3 separate regions of the Mus musculus genome follow, and all the other regions are linked to region 2. Evidence: chromatin contacts called from public promoter capture Hi-C data. All regions are on one chromosome and are shown on one strand. Each heading gives the region's core, a stretch centred on a gene start, on an enhancer-like site or on the middle of the called end of the contact. The rest is flanking DNA. Distances are from core to core; before and after follow the strand shown.

Region 1 (3,328 bases), core at 713-3,212, 2.1 Mb after region 2:
GGTTTCCTTTGAGGGGGGTAGGGAAAATGTTGCCTATGGTGGTAACCGCGTAACTCTGTGACTATGCAGAAAGCTGTTGAACTGCGCACGGCAAACGGGCAAACTGTGTGGTATGTGAATTGTATACCAATGAGCTTGTTTGGGATATCACCATCCTTGTCAAGGGAAGGCCTGACCTTGTTCCTGTCTAACAGTGAGAACACGGCCACTTCTGGCCAGGCCCGTTTCCTTATAGGTGGATAGAAGCTTGTAATTTAAAGTTCTCAGGATTGCCAAAGAAAACCAGGCTACCTAACAAGCACCTGACTTCTCTCCAGTAGCCATGGTCACCGCAGTGACAGAGTACATGAATAGGCTATACAGGGTTCGATACGATGAGTGGTCGTTCTCATTCCCACCCCGTTTCTGGGACATTCTCTCTAGATAAAGTTACAGGATTTGGGTCTGGGAAGAGTTGTGCACAGAGGAGCTAACAGGGGGCCCTGGAGAGAGGTTGGTGTTAGGCCCAGGTGCTGAGTATTGGACAGGAAGGACACCCACGGGGGGATGAGGGGAGCCCTTTCTATAGTGACATTTCCTGTGTGAAGCTCAGAATGTTTGTGTGCTCCCTGAATGGCTGATCTATTCTGCACAAGGCATTCTCAGCTTTCTCCGCAAGCCAAGGGCAGGCTTTCTCCTCTCACCCATTGGTGTGAGCTGCCAGTTTGTCCCTGGACTTTCAGCTTCGACAGCATCCCAGGCTTCGTTTTCTTCTTTCTCACCCACCCAAGCTTCTTCACTTCCTCCTCACCCCCACACCCGGCATGTTTGCACCCTTCCTCATCTCCCTGGCACCCTTTACTCCAGGCCAATGACTATCAATGACAACTCTTCTCACTAGAAGCTCTTGGAACGCTATAGATCCCACTGGCACACATACTCCATGCTGCCAGGAGCCTGGGCATGAGTCACTTCTTACAGCTCACTTGCTGGTTCTCACCAAGACTAAGACCACCTGCTTGGCTTCGCTTGGATGACAGGAGAGGACTCCTGGTTGGTCTTCTCCTGTTGCTCTTCAGTATCATGCCCTCTCATCATACCCTGGCTTAAACATAGCTCTCCAGACAAGAGGCTCACTGCTCCTAGGCACCCTCTGACATCCTGTCTAGCTACAGCTTCATCGGCCACCAAGGATGTCCATGTCTTTTCTCTGCTAACCTGTCTTCTTTCTGATTAATGCCTGTCTGTCACCTGGGAGTCTTTGTACAACCCCACAGCCACCCAAAGAGAGAATGAAAGGCAGACAGGCTTTAGAGCCACCCTCACCCACTGGAGTCTTCATTGTGGGCCACACAGGTAACATTGGATGGGGATGCTACAGAAAGGCTGCTCCCCAACTTTCTACATAGCAGCCGTCCTAAAATGAAAACCTTTAGGGAATGGAGACTTACCCAGAATCCTCACGTCCAGGTCCTTCTCCAGCCTAGTCATCCCATTTGTGCCATACACCATTACATTATAGGTGCCACTGTCGTTTCTCATCATCGGCTTCTTTATCTTCAGGGATCCGTTTGCTAAGACCTCATACGTTTCTGATATCAAAAAAGGTGGCTTCTTCCTTTTAAACTCTGCGACCAGGGTGCCCCTCCTTACCCATCGCACCTCATCAATATCATCAGTCATTTGAAAGTTGGGGATGTTCAGGGTGATGCCATGACCCAAGACACCCCAGATGGTCTCATTGTCTCTGCAGTCCGCCCCTGTAAAAAAGTAAGATGGTTTCTGAGGTCTCGGGACTACGGAGGATCTCCCTCTTCGCCTCTAATGTCCACTCCAAGGTCTCCGGAAGAGCTCCACGCGAATGCTTACCTTTGCCGGAAAGGCTGAAGAGCAGAAAGAAGCTACCCAGGAATTTACATTTCATCTTTAGAGTTCTTTTCCCAGGGGTGACTCTGAGTTCTTTCTGTCAGGACTGTGGTGAGGCTGGCAGAAGCCACACCCAGCAACCTGAACCACGTGTCTTTCATGCCTGCTGTTCACAGTAGGGGAGGGGGAGGGGGAGAGGGAGAGGTAGAGATGGGGAAGGAGAGAGAGAGAGACAGAGACCCTATCAAAACGACTCATGCATTTGCTGCCCTCCTTAACCGAAATAGGTGTCTGTGTCACATTTTAATCTTTACAAAAACAGCTTAGGGTGTTGGGTTTTAGCACCCCACCAGAGGAAGAAGAGGAACTGGGAGGTCAGTTGCCATAGCTACCCTTTTGTAAACAAGGGCTTAAACATAGCTGGCCACTCAGCTGTGCTGCCTTCAACAGGACCAAGTAGACTCACCGGCAAAAGGTCATAGGAATAGAATTCAGATATGTATATTTGGGAAGGATTGGGAGGCGTGGCCTTGTTGGAGGTGCGTCACTGAGGGTAGGCTTAGAAATCTTTAAAGCCCTTGTGGTCCTGTTAGCTCTCTCTCTCTCTCTCTCTCTCTCTTCCCTCTCCCCTTCCCCACTCTGTCTATCTGTCTGTCTCCTGCTGTGGATAGGAATGTAAAACCCCCCCAGCTACTGCTCCAGCGCTATGCTTCATGCCTGCTGCCATACTCCCGGCCATGCTGGCCATGGACCTGTAAGAGCACAGTAGATTCTTCCTTCTCTAAGTTGCCTTGGTCATGATGGTTTGTCACAGCCATTGAAAAGTGACTGCAACACCCATGAACGCCATGCCTGAAGAGGCCAGAGGAGTCCATCGATCTCCTGGAATTTAAGTTACAGATGGTTGTGAGCTGCCTCGTGGGTGCTGGGAATAAAACCTGGGTCTTCCGGAAGAGCAGCCTGAGCTCTTAAGTACCAAGATATCTCTCTTGTCCTAAGACTATAAAAAAATAGTGAACAGGGATACAAGGACTAATGTCCCTAAAAAGACAACAGAGAGGTCACGTGAGCAAGAGATACAGTGAACATATAGTCTTTTGATTCTTTAGAATTCAGTGAGAAAAGGTCTTCAAAATCACGGTTTTTCCATTTCAGATGCTTAACAACAGCCACAACAGTGCATTTCAGTTGAGTTAAAATATTAATTCCAAGGGGGGAAAAATCCAAGTGAAATAAGACTTAACAGGAAACATAAAAGAATTCCTATTCTTGAGTATGGAAAATCTTCCTATATGTATTGCACAATTCAGAAATAGTAAAGATGGACGTTAGAGGCCACATAAAAATCTAGAATCTATGCATGTACAAAGAGCTATTAAATGTGTGAGAAGTCAAGCCAAGATATTTGCAATGTGTGCAAACTGTTACTATCTAAGATGTCAGCATCATTTCTTGTCTTCCCTTTGGGGTGTTGAGGATGGAA
Region 2 (3,292 bases), core at 376-2,875:
TAATTAATTATATAGCTATGCAAATAGTAATACTTTGCTTTCTATCTGAAGACTAGACACCTAAGGCATTTATAAAACCCCATGTTACAGTAACCATTGTCTATATCTTCTCTTGACTGGCTTTGTCCTGGGCTTCTGCTACACCATGTGTCTTGGGTTTTCTATTAATTCCTGGCCACTTTATTTCCATTACTCGGCCACTTTTTATTCTAAATTCAATCTAGTTTATTCAGTTTTTGGAGTCTATTACCATGTTTTGTAGCTCAAGTGTCCCGTTGGCTCTATACTCGGGTATGTAGTCAAAGTGCATTGCACCTGGAAATACATGTGCCTCAAATTTTAACAACAAAATCATATTGTTATGTTCTGCTGAGGGCGGAACCATGGCTTCTTCAGCTTTCTCCACCTCATACCTGTAATTCCTTCCCTGCTCACTTCCAGTTACTCTGGAACAATTGCATGCTTCTAAGATTTTATTGTATGACTGGAGTTTTATCTTACTTTAGATTTCAACTCCTCGGGAGTACAGGCATCTCAAATACAGCTTACTGCCTATGAATCTTTGATAATTTCCAGTATGTGTTTCTTAGACTAATATAACCAATGCAATGGGATTGTGTCAAATCTGCTCTTTATATTTTTTACTGATTTTTAATCTGAGAGTTTTCAGTTCACTGAGAGAAGTCATCATCTTTACACAAAACATCTTCCATCAAGCATCACTGGTGTCATTGTTACTGAACCTCCGCGGAGCACTGCAGCTCTAAGCATTGTCCACTCTGAACTTGGTACTTGCTTCTATATCACCTCGTCAGTATGCATAATTCATTCTCTGAACCCATGAGACCCCACACTTCCGGAAGGCAAGGTACACACATATCCATCAGTGTTTCACTCAGGGCACTAGAGTAAAGTTGCAGACCCGATGACCAGCATGTAGGTCTCAAAAAGTCATTTATGGTCCTCTAAGAGAAGCAGGCTTCATTCTTAAGAGACACGAATGGAAAGCTGCATCTGGAAGCTTGATTAAAAAACAAACAAACAAACAAAAAACTACATGACTTTTTCCTGTAAGAAATAAGTCAATGGAGGGAAAATGAAATAAACCCAGTTCAACTTCAAAACTGTGAGAGCTGACGTTTATTGGTCTAAGGTTCAGTATCAATGAACACAGGATAGCAAGTCATGTAGTTTTGTATTAGAGAGCAGGTGGTGAGACATGGCTTTGCCAGAATCATTGACTGCTTTTCTTCGGAACTGCAGGGTGAGAAATTACCTATTTTTTTCCACCTTTGGTCTCCAAGGAAATCCGAAGGTGCTAGGATTCCAGGAGCCGTGGGTCTGTTTTTAGCCTTCGTTTAGGGTGGGTGATTTCCTTTACTTCCACGTCTAAAGAGCAACAACTCATTTCTTGAGTCTCCCTCAAGGAAGCTGGCACAAAGGAGAAGATGGTCGGGAAAACACTAAAGCCTAGGGCCACCTATTCCAAGGCGCACCTGCGCTGCAAACTTAGGAAACATCGGTACTGAGCTACTTTGGCCAGCGGCAGCCCAGAGGACAGGCGCATGCGTAGTAAGCACAACTCGGCTCGCCCGCAGACGTCATTCCGGGCCGGCGGCCCCGCCCTTCTCAAGATGGCGCTGTTCTCTGTGCGGAAGGCCCGTGAGTGCTGGCGCTTCATCCGGGCACTTCACAAAGGACCCGCAGCAACTCTGGCTCCCCAGGTAACCCGAGCCGGTCTTCTGCTTTAGGTCTCCGATCCTGCGAGCGCCTTCCCGCTCCCCTTCCCTTCCGCCACTTATTTCTCCCTTCCTGCTTCCTGTAAAGAGCCCTCCACACTTTCTCTCCGAGGTCCACTAGCCTATGACTGTCCCCAACTCAGACCACAGCGACGTTGCACACATGTGACCGCAGGAGGTGCTGCTGCTGGAAAGCACACGCCGCCGGGCCGCGTGGCCAGTGTTGCCTGGCAACGCAGGAAGCCATCTCCTGAAAGAGTGTGACGTTATCAGAAACTTAGTTGCTCTGCGATCGATCGTTCTCTTGCGCACCGTTCTGTTACGTTTTTAGCCTCCTCCCCCTTACAACTTCCCGGGGTGCAGCGGAGAAATCAGAAAAGTTTTCTTAGAATTGGGTTGTTTAGGTTAGTGCAGTAGCTAGCGTGTGGAACGCGAGCAAGAATCGGTGCTCGGTGATCCTTAGGCGCCTGCATCTACCAGGCCCTGTAACCAACAGCAACAAGCTGCCGAGGTACTTCATAGTGTTGCTTGCCTGGCAGCACTGCGATTACCACGACTGAGCTGATGAGCATGATATATTATGTCGAGCCCCGCCACATTTGCATTTTATCCTCAGAGCCAAAAGGTGTTGGGGAATTTGCTTTGTTCTGACAAGCACAAAACATCCCAGAATATATCAGTTTGACATAGATGATCTCGGAAGTCTTGTCTGAGAGCGGGAAGGAAACTTGAACTTCTGTGATGAAGTAATTTTTACACATTGCATATTCATAGCCATTAATGCACAGATATGACATGAGGGTGTCATGTTGTAACTGATGTATTATTGGAAAGCTTTCTGGCCTGGTCCTAAAAGTTCCTGGCTTTTTCTAACATTTGCTAGCTGTGTTACAGAACCAGTTGTAATCCTCTGGGCAGATGGAATAGAGGGAGAATTGGAGTGATTGGCATGTTGATGTACTTCCAAGACTGGAAAGCTTATGGGTTCATGACTATGAAGGTAAAACATAGCCAGCAAGAGTAGATGAAACTAGCATGTAATATTATATTTTGAATCATCCCACAAGTTACTCATTCTCTGAACTTACTTTTTTTTTCTTTAATGTAAACTTCACAAGATTCTTTACGAATAAAAGACACAATACTAGAAATTCAGCAAACAACTATTCAAATGTTACTTTACATTTTAAGAAACAGTGTTAGTTAAGAATTGATTCCGGCTTTAATCATCAAATGTTGTTTTTCTTGAGGTTTGGGAATTTCATTTTTTGGAATCTGATAGGCATATTAATGTGTATACAACCAAGAATATCTAGGACAGATTACTGTTTTTAAACCCTTGATTTCACTTTAAATATAAAGAATTAAATGTTAAAGTTAGTTTCTGCAGTGTTATAATGCATATCAGTTAAAAATGATAGCATGAAAGATTAAGGCAAGCCCAGTCTGGTGGCAGAGGCCTGGAATCCCAGCTATTCTGGTGGCAGAGGAGGAGGGGAGGGGGTCACAAGTTTAAAACCAGCCTGGGTGATTAAGTGAAATTCTTTGTCTCA
Region 3 (3,725 bases), core at 1,077-3,576, 2.8 Mb after region 2:
ATGTCCCCTGTCAAGTATTGGTCAAGCAGTACAGCAGCTGGGCCTGCAACTGCTCCTTCATCTGGGTCTTCCTTCATCTGCTCTGACTTCTTGCACGTGTTTAAGCCTGTGATCAGAGGCATCTTTTTCACTGCGGATGCAGGCAGTGAGAACGGCAGGTTCTCTCCATGGCTGAACTCTTCTATTGCAATGGGCTGGACTTAGACTATAGTACAGTAAGGTCTTCAATAACGCTACGGTGTGACCCTCATCACTTCTCCACAGCAGGGACTTCAGAAGAATCAGCTATCCTTTCAGACACATCGAATTATAAAGTCGTCTTCCCGTGGAACTCAGGTGGAGGCAGGGACACGGCAACCCATACAGCCCACACCTACAAGATAAACAACCATCCATTGCCAATAACACTTGAAAACTTGGCAAATGGTGACCATAAATCAACCAACAGTTGCTGAGCAAAAAGATCATGGGCTTGGAACTCTTCCTTAACAAACTACAATGAACTAGGTCAGCCATTAATAAAAGCATGGGAGGGAGGGGAAGAAGGTGTAGGTCAGCAGTAAAGCTCTCGTATAAAAAGCGCAAGGCCCTGCATCTCCAGCTGGCAACGAGGTGATAAAAGCCCAGGAAAGTTAACAGGTCCTGACCCAGAATACTGGCCTTCTCAGTGCCACACTCAAGATTTGATTCTAAGTTGGCAACCACCTGGCTAGGCAAATAAGATGCTAACACAAGAAGTGGAGCAGAGAAGTGGCCAAAAGGATTGCCAGGAGAGGGGATATATACTTGGAACTCCTGGTTAGATGGAATATTGTCAAAGAAACCATTATACATGAAGACCAGACATTGCAGTTGCAGTTCTATTTCTCTATACTAATTCTTACTCTGCTAAGAGAAAGGCTTCCAAGTATCACCACTTGAACCGATGTTCTGCCTGGTGCTGAAGTCAACTGAAGATTTTAATGGGGAAAGAGAATCAGTAGATTAAGTTTTACCTTACTGCCTCTCTTCCTGCTGCAGCATCAACACAACGTTGAAGCAACTTGTGGGCTCTGGTTATAACCGCGGCCAGCCAGTACTTCCCTTGCAATAATACCTTAACTTACTTAGCTCAGCTGTCAGCCTCACAGTGTCAGTGTCACAGACCACTTCATCCCAGGATTGCAAGCCTCCGGGACAGGGAGCTAGCTTCATTTTCTGGCCCTGGTGGTAGGGATCAAACCCAGAGCCTTGCACATCTAGGGCTTTACCACTGACTGACCTGCTTCCTAGGGACAATCTGAGCTGCTCAGGCTGGCTTTGAATTTGCCTAGAAGAAGAGCCATCCTTCTCCTGCCTCAGTTTCCATAGTGCTAGGACTACAAGAATGAACCTCTTAAAGAGCCCAAGGACTCCTAAAATCAAGAGTTTTAGGTTGAGGTGTGCAGCTGGTTTCTGAGAATTCAATACAATGAACCACACTGTGTGGATGGTATCATTTCCCTAGACCAAAGCTGGCCTCGGAGCTTAATAACCCAGTAGAACTTTAACTAGAGAGAAATAAATTCCCGTGGATGGAAAGCCCCTTTAATAGGAAGCCTCCCTCAATCTCAGAGAGGGCTGAAGGAGGCCATACTAGCTAGACCTGATCTTTTGTGGGCAGGTTGTCCATGCTTTCTCTGTCTCACTCTGTAAGGGGTTAGGGTGCCGAATCCTTTTGATCCCGGGTAATGGGTTTCATCTTTCAACTAGCTCTGGTGGCGAAGTGTCAGTGCCAGGCTCTGGGTGACAGCCTGGGAGAGCTCAGTGGCTGGCCCGCCACCGCGCGGCGCCCGCCCGCCCCCTCCCTCCCTGCGCTCTCGCGCCACACCTGGGGCCAGCCTGAGCTGAGAGCGCCCCGGGGGCCGCGGGGAGCCGGGGACTCACCTGCAGCAGCACAGCCAGCAGGAAGCACAAGTACATCTGATAGAGGCCCATCTCGCCCACCGCCTGGAACGCCTCCTCCACCTCCATGGCGGGCTCGCGCCCGAGGACCCGGCCGCCACCGCGACGGAGGACCTGGCTGCGCGGTGGCTGAAGATCGGGCGACGGAGCGACCGAGGACTGAGCCGGGCGGGGACGGAGGGCCGAGCGGCAGGGACCGGGAAGGAGGACCGGGCGGACCGCGGCCGAGGCGGGGACAGAGGACTGGGCCGAGCCGGGGGTGGAGAACCGGGCGGGGCTGGGGCCCAGGCGCAGGCGGGACCCTGCAGACGACCGGGTCCGGGGTCGCGGCGGAGATGCGATGCTGGTCGCCCCGGCGCGGCCTCCCCGCTTCCTGTCAGAAGTGACAGGAATTTTTGGCGAGCGGTTGGCTGGCGCGCGGAAGGGAAAGAGGAAGTGGGTGCGGCGCGGGCGGCCAGGGCGACTCACGGGAGGGGCCGGCAGCTCCACGCCGTGTCCCGCGGGGTTCGCCCCTTCGCACAAAGCGGTGGAATGCGGGGGCGCTCAGAGCTCTAGAGCCTTCCGAGAAGAGGGCCGGGAGGCATCTGTCCCCTTCCTCCTTTGTCTTGCTTTAGGTACACAGGGTCAGATGTAAGCTCCGCGCCTCGAGACATCCACTTAGTAGTGCCCACTAGGCCCACGGACAAGGGACAAGGGACAAGGGCAGGGGGTCATGGTTGCCAAGGTCTGTCAATGGAGTTTGGCACAGGGCTGAAGAAGTGTGGGGACAGATTACTAGTGGCCCCACACCTAATCCTGTTTTGTTTTTAAACTATTGCAAGTATCTAAACCAGCATATCTCAACATGTGGGTCAGGACCAAAGACCCTTTCACAAGGGTCAGATATCAGATATTTACATTACAATTCATAACAGTAGCAAGATTACAGTTATGCAATAACAAAAAATTATTTTTATGGTTAGGGGGTCACCACAACACGAGGAACTGTGTTAGAGAGTCACTGCATTAGGAAGGTTGAGAACTACTAATCTAAACTATCGCTAAGTTTACCTTTGCTTTCTGTTGGTGTGATAATAGCATGACAGAAGAAACTTGGGGGCGGGGGGGGGGGTGGAGTTTATTTGGCTCACAGTTTCTCTCAGAGCCCATCATTGCTGGGAAGTCGAGGCACCAGGAACTTAAGCAGCTAGTAACATGGCATCCACAGACAAGAACAGAGGGCAGTGATGTGATGGATGCGCTCACCAGTGATCAGCTAGTTCCCTCACTCATTCGTTCAGACTAGGGCCCAACCTATGAAATGGCCTCACACATATGGGGGGGGGGGGCTTTCTAACAACCCAGTTTTTAAACAAATTCCCTCAGAAGCATGTCCAGGGCCAACCTACTCTAGACTGCTCCTCACTGAGTGAATGGGAACTTCCTTCCCAGCCGAGGCTAGGTTTTGATCGTTAAAACGAACCATCCCCTGAATATAATACAGAGTATAATGGATGACCAGGAGGTCCCCTTGTCTTGCAAGCATTCTTGTTGTGCTTCCACAATTTCCCATTAATTATGTCTGCTGTTTATAACTGCCCTTTAGTGGTCATCTACCTAATTATTGTAATAAAATGATACAATGTTGACTATGGCAGGGTTGGAAGCAGCCAGTGTGGTGGCCACAAAAGATGAATTGGAAGTGCTTAAGCCAGTGGTGGTGGCAGCAGCCATAGAGGCAGCACAGACCTTTGATTCCAGCCCTGGGGAAGCAGAGGCTGGGCTCAGCTACAGAATGAGATCCCTGGCAGCCAGGACTACAA

The links. Promoter capture Hi-C pulls out the DNA fragments that hold promoters and counts their contacts.
Region 1: a promoter capture Hi-C map of pre-B cells shows a contact between it and region 2, with 2.5 times the contacts expected there. The contact joins the promoter of Cd2 here to the promoter of Wars2 in region 2.
Region 3: a contact with region 2 is called in a promoter capture Hi-C map of liver, with 2.9 times the contacts expected there. The contact joins the promoter of Slc22a15 here to the promoter of Wars2 in region 2. A contact is called at or near these places in 2 of 39 promoter capture datasets (the C10 cell line and liver).

What each region holds. Positions count from the first base shown.
Region 1 is chr3:101,285,977-101,289,304 of GRCm38.p6, forward strand. Cd2 (CD2 antigen) reads right to left here and starts at 1,963. Exons shown (of 5, transcript NM_013486.2): 1 at 1,849-1,963; 2 at 1,431-1,739. The coding sequence starts at 1,903.
Region 2 is chr3:99,139,465-99,142,756 of GRCm38.p6, forward strand. Wars2 (tryptophanyl tRNA synthetase 2 (mitochondrial)) reads left to right here and starts at 1,626. Exons shown (of 6, transcript NM_027462.4): 1 at 1,626-1,724. The coding sequence starts at 1,635.
Region 3 is chr3:101,922,127-101,925,851 of GRCm38.p6, forward strand. It overlaps Slc22a15 (solute carrier family 22 (organic anion/cation transporter), member 15), which reads right to left and starts at 2,327. Exons shown (of 12, transcript NM_001039371.2): 1 at 1,906-2,327. The coding sequence starts at 1,992.